2 separate regions of the Rattus norvegicus genome follow, and region 2 is linked to region 1. A link is a contact called in public Hi-C data. All regions are on one chromosome and are shown on one strand. Each heading gives the region's core, a stretch centred on a gene start, on an enhancer-like site or on the middle of the called end of the contact. The rest is flanking DNA. Distances are from core to core; before and after follow the strand shown.

Region 1 (4,596 bases), core at 1,351-3,850:
GCTATGTCACCTACCCCGAGGGAGCTGGATGCAGAGCTGATCCCCGTAAGAGGGTTCGGCTCACACACTTCTCAAACCCTGGAATGACCCTGGGAATGCCCTGTATGCCACTGAAGGGAAATGATTGAAACAGTGACCAACCACAGTAACACACAGCAGCAGATGCAGGTCACAGAAGCCGTCCTGAGCAAGTAGCTTGGAAGAACGCAAACTGATGGGAACAGAAACACCGGGACATGCTACAGGGCATCACCACAGCGAGGTAGTTGCTGAGGTAAGTGACTGTAAAACCAAGTAAGCAACACTCCGAGCAGAGGCAGCCGCTGGTCCAGGAGCCCACGGTCATGGAGGAAGTGAGGGTCATCATGAGAGAATCTCAGGGTGGCAGCACTTTGCTGGCTGGTGGGGCACAGTGCCACTTCTTCAACTGTCAACAGACATGTCAGCGCATAGCAACTAGACCCATGCTCTGACAAGAGGCCTCTGGCAGAGAACACTGCTCACACTGACCTTGAGACATTTGCAGAATCCTCTAGGTTTCCAAGATGCAAGACTATGCAGGGTGCCACATGTCCCCCACATTCTACCACTGACAAACTCCACACCCCTTCTTGATCTCAACGCTTTCACAGCAAATGTTTATACACTTATAAGCTCTGAGGCTCCGTACCAGACCAGGGGGAGAGGACAAGAAAACACTGCAGAGCAGGCCTTATAAGCAAAGACCTCATGTGCTCACTGTACACTCAACACTCACAACACACGTGGTGGGAATCCCCCTGCTCCCTGAACCAGCCATGATGTCAGAACCCACACCATGTGTTATAGTGAAGGACCCCGTCTGACCTCAACACCAACCTGCACCCCAGGCTGTGCCCTGCCAGGCACATGGTGTAGACAATCCCTCAGCCTTCAGACAACACTTAGTTGGCATCACCTCTTGTGGCAGTATGCTGCTGCAAACTGAATGAGGAAAGGTGGACTTGGCATGACCTGGGTCCCTTTTCCTTGACCCCCTCCTCCTTACAGAGCTCTCCTAGGAAACCCATCTTCAGAAGAGACTGCCTGCCATCCGCTGCAGGAGCAGAAGGCTGAAGAGAAGAGAAGGACCTGACTGGGAACTCCTCTGTGCTAGGACCAGAGCCACAACTCCAATCTTACCCAGTGTTATGCTGTGCTTTGATACAACTCTGCAGTCCACTGAGGGGACAAGCAGTCCCAGAGATATCCCTGGGTGTCCATGGCTCTCTCACCCCAAAGCTTTGATGAGCACAGAGACAATCTCTGTCCATAACGTGGCCAGTACTTGCAGTGAGCCTAGTGGGGAGCTCACCCATCAAGTCTGCCCTTCTTTATTTTCATTTGAAGAAAGGAACTTTTGGGAAGGATCTGCAGAGTGATGGGGAAGCCATGTGGAACCCTTGCACTTGTCCCCAGAGGACATGCCTTACAGTGGCCCAAGACAGCTATCACCCTTACACTTTGGATGCTGGATTGGACGTTGCCTTCAATCCCTTCTGCAAAGGCAGAAGTGTGGAGCAGTCTCTCAGGACATTGCCACCTCAGCATCAGCTGGAACAGAGCAGGGATTTCAAGGCCTGTGTAATACTCTTCGGTCCAAGACTCTGCTAATCCAGCAAACTATGAAATACATTCAAAAAGTCTGCTTCACATTTGAGCAGGTTACAGCTGCCAATACCCTGCTGTGACAGACTAAAGGGACAAGTGACCTCACTTTGTTAGGTGGGGATGTTGTCCTTTCCTGTTTGAAGCCTAGGGAAAATAACGAAAAGGCTGTCCCTGCCCCAGAACAGCAATGGTTCTCAGAGCAAGTGAGTCCTATGTCAAAGGCAAGTCAGGAAAACAGCTAGAACCAGGAAGAGGGCTGCTGAAGGTAACATTTCATAGAGCACCTTGAGAAAATAAAACTGAAAGTCAAAAATTATGATAAGAAATCACAAACTTTGAAGTAAAGAAAATGTGATGGTGGGATCTTAATTGTAACGGTCAGACTAAGCGGCACCTAGGAGACTGGCGAGGCACCCTGGGATCTTAATTGTCACAGTCAGACTAAGCGGCACCTAGGAGACTGGCGAGGCACCCTGGGATCTTAATTGTCACGGTCAGACTAAGCGGCACCTAGGAGACTGGCGAGGCACTGGGGTGGTCCACTTGAACTGCAGGAGGCACCGTCCAAGAGGCTGGGAATCAGCTCCAGCACACAGCCATCTGTAACGCAGTCCCAGGAAACCCGACGCCCTCTTGTGACGTCTGAAGGCACCAGGCATGTGGGAGATATGTGTTTGTAAACACCCACAGGCAATATGGCAACTAAACCAGAGGCAGCAGCACCTGAGCAGCCAGCAGACTGACTGGAGCAACTGAACAAAGTTGGAATCACAAGATCATTTTTTTTTCTGAATTAAAATCAGTTTGCTAACAATTCAAAACTAAAGTTTCAAATAAAAAACATGGCTCCTTTAAAAACGAAAGCTTTTAGGGCAGCACAAATATGCGCCCCCCCCCCCCCCAGCAGTAATAAGTAAGGCTGAGCTGAAAGAGGAAGCTGTGCCCTCCGGTTCCCTGGCCCTGCCATGTGAGTCATCAGGATGCATGAGTGGAGTGGACACGAGCAGCCCCAGTGGCAGCCACAGTGGCACACGTGATGGCAGGGCAGATGAAATTTAGACCCTGTTAGGACATCACAGCCATCCAGCTGGAGATCAGCAAAGGTGTCTAAGGGGGCAGGGTATCAAAACTGAAGCTCCTGGCATAAAGGTAGGGACTCTAATTCCAGCTCTAATTCCAGTGAAAAGGTGCCTTCTCACTCCTGTCTTGTAAATGCCTCTCTGTCGCTCGTGTGTGTGTGTGTATATCTGTTCATGTGGGAATGTGCACACACATATATACATACGGAGTCCTCATATGCATGCCAAGTCTCTTCCACTAAGACTCTCTGCCTTAGGTTTTTGACATAGGAGCTCTGTGTACTAAACCCAGACCATATCAATTCAGCTAGGCTGGCTGGGCAAAAGCAGGCTCCTGTCTCTGTCACGCTCTTCCTCAGTGACGGCAACACACACATGCTGCTATGCCCAGCTTTTGCGCAGATGTTGAGGGGCCAAGCTCAGCTGCTGACGCTTGTAAAGTAGGCACTTTGTGCACTGAGCCATCTCCCCAGACCCCACTCCCACCTCTGCAGAGTGTACTTTCTATTCTTCATTCCTTTGCTTCCTATCTATAAAAGCGGCAATCACTAAATGATGCTCACTCTGATCAGATCAGCCTGAGGACTAAAGGAGACAGTAGTACATGACAGCCGTCCCCACAGAAATACATACTCTGCAAGTACTGAAACCAGCATGGCTACCTTCCCGCAGCCTTCTGCATCAGCCCTGACACCGTCCCCTCCATCACCACATCACTATGATCCCCACCATTTCCTGCTTTATGACCTCATCCTCTACCTCGTGTTACCCTAACTCCCAACCTCCCCAACCTCTATTACCCCAGCACCATCACCTACCACTGACTTCTCGCTTCATCTCCATTTCCTGCCACCATCACCTCCTCTTCCATCTCATCTCCATCACCCCTATCACCACCATCACCACCATCACCTCCTCCTCCATCACCACCATCACCTCCACCTCCATCATCACCATTACCACCATCACCTCCTCCTCCATCACCACCATCACCTCCACCTCCATCATCACCATCACCTCCTCCTCCATCAACACCATCACCTCCTCCTCCATCATCACCATCACCTCCTCCTCCATCATCACCATCACCTCCTCCTCCATCAACACCATCACCTCCTCCTCCATCAACACCATCACCTCCTCCTCCATCAACACCATCACCTCCTCCTCCATCAACACCATCACCTCCTCCTCCATCAACACCATTACCTCCTCCTCCATCAACACCATCACCTCCTCCTCCATCAACACCATCACTCCTCCTCCATCATCACCATCACCTCCTCCTCCATCAACACCATCACCTCCTCCTCCATCATCACCATCACCTCCTCCTCCATCATCACCATCACCTCCTCCTCCATCAACACCATCACCTCCTCCTCCATCAACACCATCACCTCCTCCTCCATCAACACCATCACCTCCTCCTCCATCATCACCATCACCTCCTCCTCCATCAACACCATCACTCCTCCTCCATCAACACCATCACCTCCTCCTCCATCAACACCATCACCTCCACCTCCATCACCACCATCACCACCATCACCTGCCATTACCCTTTTTCTCTAGCACAGTACCATCATCTTCATCACCTCCTCTTCTGCACTCCATCTCTGCCATCCTCTCTATCATCATTTCTTCCTCCATTATCTCCTTACTCCATCCCTTCTTCCTCTCATCCATTTGCCACCACTACCTCGTACATCACCATAGATACAGAGAGGACAAAAATTATCCCCTTAGCTGAGTCTGCTTTAGACCTTCTTGGCTCTTCCTTTACCCCAAGCCACCCACACTCTTCCTTCCCAACAAAGACACTACTACTTTGTGGCTTATTGACTGTTTCCCAACTTCCTTTTGGCTGCTGAAGCATTCACCATGT
Region 2 (4,564 bases), core at 1,835-4,334, 130 kb after region 1:
GCCTGCAGGGTCTCACATCACTTCTGATCACAGGGGAGGCTCCTTCTCATGGCTATCTATCCCTATCCTGTAAATGTAAAGCGTCAAGGATGGGCATGGTGTTGAACACTTGTAAACCCAGCACTCAGGAAGCTGAAGCCACAAGATCACACATTACCCAGGAGTCCATGGCAAGACCCTGATGTCTTAGCACATAACTAAACTAAAACACAGGCAAGCTCACTAGTCCAAGGTCACAGAGTGAGCAAATACTTAAGGCAAAACTGACTGAAAACCCCCTAACAGCCATCATGGTGACAATCACACAGGACTCACAGCACCATTCCCAGTACTACATCATAGCCAAAACCCTAACAAGTGAACTTTTCACATGAGTGGTCACTATGTGTCTGGCAGTCGGTGCAGATCACTGTCCACCAAAATCCCCTTCTCCTCACTTAGATTGACATTCTCTATCATAAACCAGTAAGTCTCAGGCCGCAGAGAAGGGAAGACCTGCAGAATTACAACCTCTTCAAAAGAGATGAGGTGGGTCAATGAAACGGGTCACCAGGCACATGCAACCATGATTGCTATTCAGGAGCACATGGTGGAGGAGAGAACCAACTCCAGGAAGATGGTCTCACACACACGCACACACACATGCACACGCATGCACGCACATGCACGCATGCACACACACACGTGCCTTGTACACACGCATGCATGCATACACAATGCTTTTTTAATCTAATACAAAGAAGTTGGTGCGAGAGAGTCAGTGGTTAAGACTTTGGCTGCTCTTGCTATAGGACTCAGGTTTGGTTCTCAGCATCCACATGGTGACTACAACTATCTATAGCTCCAGTTCCTGGGCATCTGATGCCCTCTTCTGCCTTACTGAGCACCAGGCACTCACGTGGTGCACATATGTATACACACTTAGGCAAAACACAGAAAATAATGTAAGAGTCCATCAGAAGACCCCCGGCTCAATAAGGCTACAGAGACCGGAATTGCTGCAATCTGCAAGAGGTAGATTGTTCCAACGTATGTTGGGGTTCCCCAGCACGCAGGCAAGACACTTTTTATAAACATTTTGGCAGAGAATTCAGCAGTAGCCTGAGTTGGACAACTGCAATTGGTTACCCTGAGCAACATTTAAAATTATCGGTCAACTCGAATGGGAAGGCTGTCTCTTTCATTTGGCCCTGTACTGCCCATCTTGTGGAATTTGTGCTATTTCCTGGTATTGTCTTTTTTCCGAGTCACTTCCTTCACTTTTTTGCTGTGTTGAGATTTGAACTCAGAGCCTCACACATGCTTAGCACTTTTCACTTAGCTAAATCGCCAGCTCTGAGACTATGTCCCACCTCTGAGTCCATCTTCCTTTGGCCTTTAGACAGATGCAATATCGGAATTCAGAAGCTATCCTAGACCATGAAATGACCTGAAACATAAGCCAGAAACAGTAGAACAACACACAAGGGACAAATATTCAGAGGTTAACTCATTCAACGAAGCCCTCCTGCATCCTGGTGCCCATGGGGCATCCTGCCTTGAGCAGACACATCAGTGACCAAATGAGACAAGGCCCTGACCAGACTGAAGTGTGAACACAAAGGTAGAAACGTACAAAATGAAAAATGCCACACAAAACAAAAAGAGCATCATGAAAACACTGGGAGGAGGCACTGCTCTGTGGGGTTTGAAAGACAAAGAAACAGTGAGGAAAACCAAGGGTACAGGAGAGGCCCTTCCCAGACAACCTGGAAAAGGAAATTGCCTCGTGAGAGTTTCTGAGCACTCTGTGCACACGAAAGGACTCCTTTTTCCTATCACAAGGAACCCAGCAAGCTGGGTTCTGGGGCAAAGCTTCTCCACACTGCAGGCCACTGCCTCCTACATGTAGGACAAGCACTCTTCACAGTCCTTGGTTTTCTGAGACAGAGTCTCCTCGATAGCCTAGGCTTGCCTCGAATTCAGAATCCTCCTATCTCAGTTACCTCATGCCCAGCTCTGTGTGAGTTTTGTTAAAATTACACTTATTATTTTATGTGTAGTGTGTGTGTGTACCTGCACACATGCATGTGCCATAGAGCACATGTGGAGGTCTTTTAAGAACTAGATTGCATTTGCAGTATAAGGTGAACTTAAAATCCCTAAGTTATAGACAGCAGGAAGTGCTGGGCCCCTCTCCCCCAGCTGATGCTGCCACAGTCCTCTGGGAACTGGAAAGGTGAAGGAAAAAATATGGCATCTCAGACCCCAGGTTATTCCTTAGCTAAGGCTCTGTGTCCTACAGCAATAGAAGGGAAGAGGCCACAGCCTATGGAAGGAGAGGACAGGAAATGAGACATGGGAACATTAATGCCATCATCTTGAGCCCCCTCAGTACACCCGCCATGTTTGCCTTTTCTCTGTCTTATCCATTTCTGCAGACGTGTAGTTTAAAACTGACTCACTTCTACTAGTCTCTAGAACATATTATCTTATTTCCAACAGTCAGAGGACAACTGAGGGGTCACTTCTCTCCGTCCACCATCTGTGTCCCAAGGATCAGACTCAGGTCATCAGGCTTAGCTATAAGCACTTTTACCTGCTGGACCATCTAGTCCCTGCACCACCACCACCACCCCCACACACACATACACGTACACACACCTTATCATTTCCAAATGGTTCATTGGGATTTTTAAAGCCCAGCAGGCAACTTTCTGGGATTTTCACCTTGGAGCGAGCATTCAGTGAGGTTAAGTTTGCATCGTCTAAAGAAAATGGCATCTGAAGAAAAGTTCATCTGCTGGTGGTAGAACCAAGGCTAGTGTGTCTGAGACTCAGATCCCCTTTATGCAAACCCGTGAATGCAAACTTTGCAGCACACAAAGTCTGCAAAACTTCCAGAGCCACCAGACCTGACAGTTGTCTCTCTTTAAACCACATGGCTGCTGTGGCCAAAAATATCTCCCCTCTGCCAAGCTTCCTGTTGCTCACTCTTGGTCTCCAAAATAACAAGAAGCGGCTTGGCAGTGATGTCATACTGCCACTGTCACTGCCTTCAGTGACTATATTTAAGACCTAGGTTTCATGTCAGTGACACAGAAATTGCCACCTTGTGAGCCGAACTGTACTAGAAAGATTTGAAAATTACTTTCTGTGAATAAGCAAGTTGCATATGCTGCCTTCTTTCAGGGCAGAGGAAGGAGCTCCAGCTTCTCATTCTCACTGTTTCCCCAACAGCAACATCTCTCCCAATGGGTCACCTCCTTAGGGCTCTCTGTTCTCCCTCCATGCTGCTCTGTAAATTTAATTCTGTCCTCTCATCTCCACTACCTCCCGTTAGGAAAGGCAGCCAGATGAAACACTAGTGAACAGTGACCACGCCCCCACCCCACCCCCACAGGCATAAGGGGCATAACCTGTCAATGAGGGCTTGCTTGTATCTCCTGGTTCTGGTGACTTTATCTCCTCCTGCTTCTGCACTTTGGTGTGGAAAAGAGACATTTGAGATACAATCCCCAACTCCTCCTGAACAGCTGCAGGCTTCTCATATTTTGATGAACTGCAGAGAAGGTGGTTCAACTTTTGTGGGGAACACCTGCAGTGGGTACTGACAGGTCTGCTGCTCACGTATATAACATACTTGCAAAGGCAGACACTCACACAAATACAGCATCCTGCTCATTCCTCCGGAAATCCAGTTCCTCAACAAAGCCTGAGTCTAAGAAGACGATTTAGAGTCAGCAGACAAACAATGCGTGGCTTTCTCCACTGCCTGAGATTGCTTGAACAGTGCCTAAGGCGTTCATGCCCGCCGTCCCACCGCTGTGCTCCATCACTTCCCTTGGAGAAGTACCAGGAAAGCCCACACTGACTCTCAGCTTCAAGAGAATCTCACTGCTCCTTTTGTTAGAGAGGGAACGTGCACATTTTCAGGTCAAGAGGCAACGTTCAAGCGTTTGGCCCCTCCACCTTCCTCCCTCAGAGGGAATCTAACCGAACTCCACCTTCTAAGACCCAAGAGCAGGAGTCAAGCAGAGGTGAACCAGCACTGGCCGTAGTGAGCGTGTCCTACTTAGTGACCTAAGAAAGGCAGATAGCTTGCTCCACTACAACCATCATGCCATGACTATGGGATCCTACTCCAGAGATTACACAGAAAGGAAACAGAGGGACGGAGAACTGCGACAGACACAAGGATCTTACTTACAGCAGTCACTACCATCTCATGAAAGTGGATGTGGACTCAGTACTCACATGGCTGGGAAAGACTGCAAACACTGTGACAGCCTGCTCTGAGAGTGTGGGTATAGACAGACTCTTTACTACAAAGAGATTGTCTTCATTTGCTCTGCACTACCGCAATACAGTGCTGAGATGACACAGAAACTGCTTTCAATCATTAACTATTCCATCCTGGTTTTTGGTTTTGTTGTTTCCAGAGAGATCTTGCCACATAGCCCAGGGTAGATCTAACCTACTAGATAGTCCAGGCCAGCCTAGAATTTGCAGCCTTCCTACCTGAGCCTCTAGGCTAGGCATTACAGATGTGCATTACCTGGTTAGGAAACCATATCCTAAAGCA

What was found. Hi-C and Micro-C count contacts between places; a contact is called where the count stands out from the background.
Region 2: a Hi-C map of mammary epithelial cells shows a contact between it and region 1, with 2.0 times the contacts expected there. The contact joins two enhancer-like sites. A contact is called at or near these places in 7 of 12 Hi-C or Micro-C datasets (the A7r5 cell line, the Rat2 cell line, Schwann cells and 4 more).

Annotation. Positions count from the first base shown.
Region 1 is chr10:4,545,016-4,549,611 of GRCr8, forward strand. The region is part of intron 15 of Snx29 (sorting nexin 29); the gene reads right to left. Among named protein-coding and RNA genes, the nearest start is that of Snx29, 260 kb to the right of the region's middle. Within about 2 kb of position 2,601, at least 20 of the 93 cell types and tissues checked have an H3K27ac peak or open chromatin away from gene starts, as enhancers often do.
Region 2 is chr10:4,678,472-4,683,035 of GRCr8, forward strand. The region is part of intron 13 of Snx29 (sorting nexin 29); the gene reads right to left. Among named protein-coding and RNA genes, the nearest start is that of Snx29, 120 kb to the right of the region's middle. Within about 2 kb of position 3,085, at least 15 of the 93 cell types and tissues checked have an H3K27ac peak or open chromatin away from gene starts, as enhancers often do.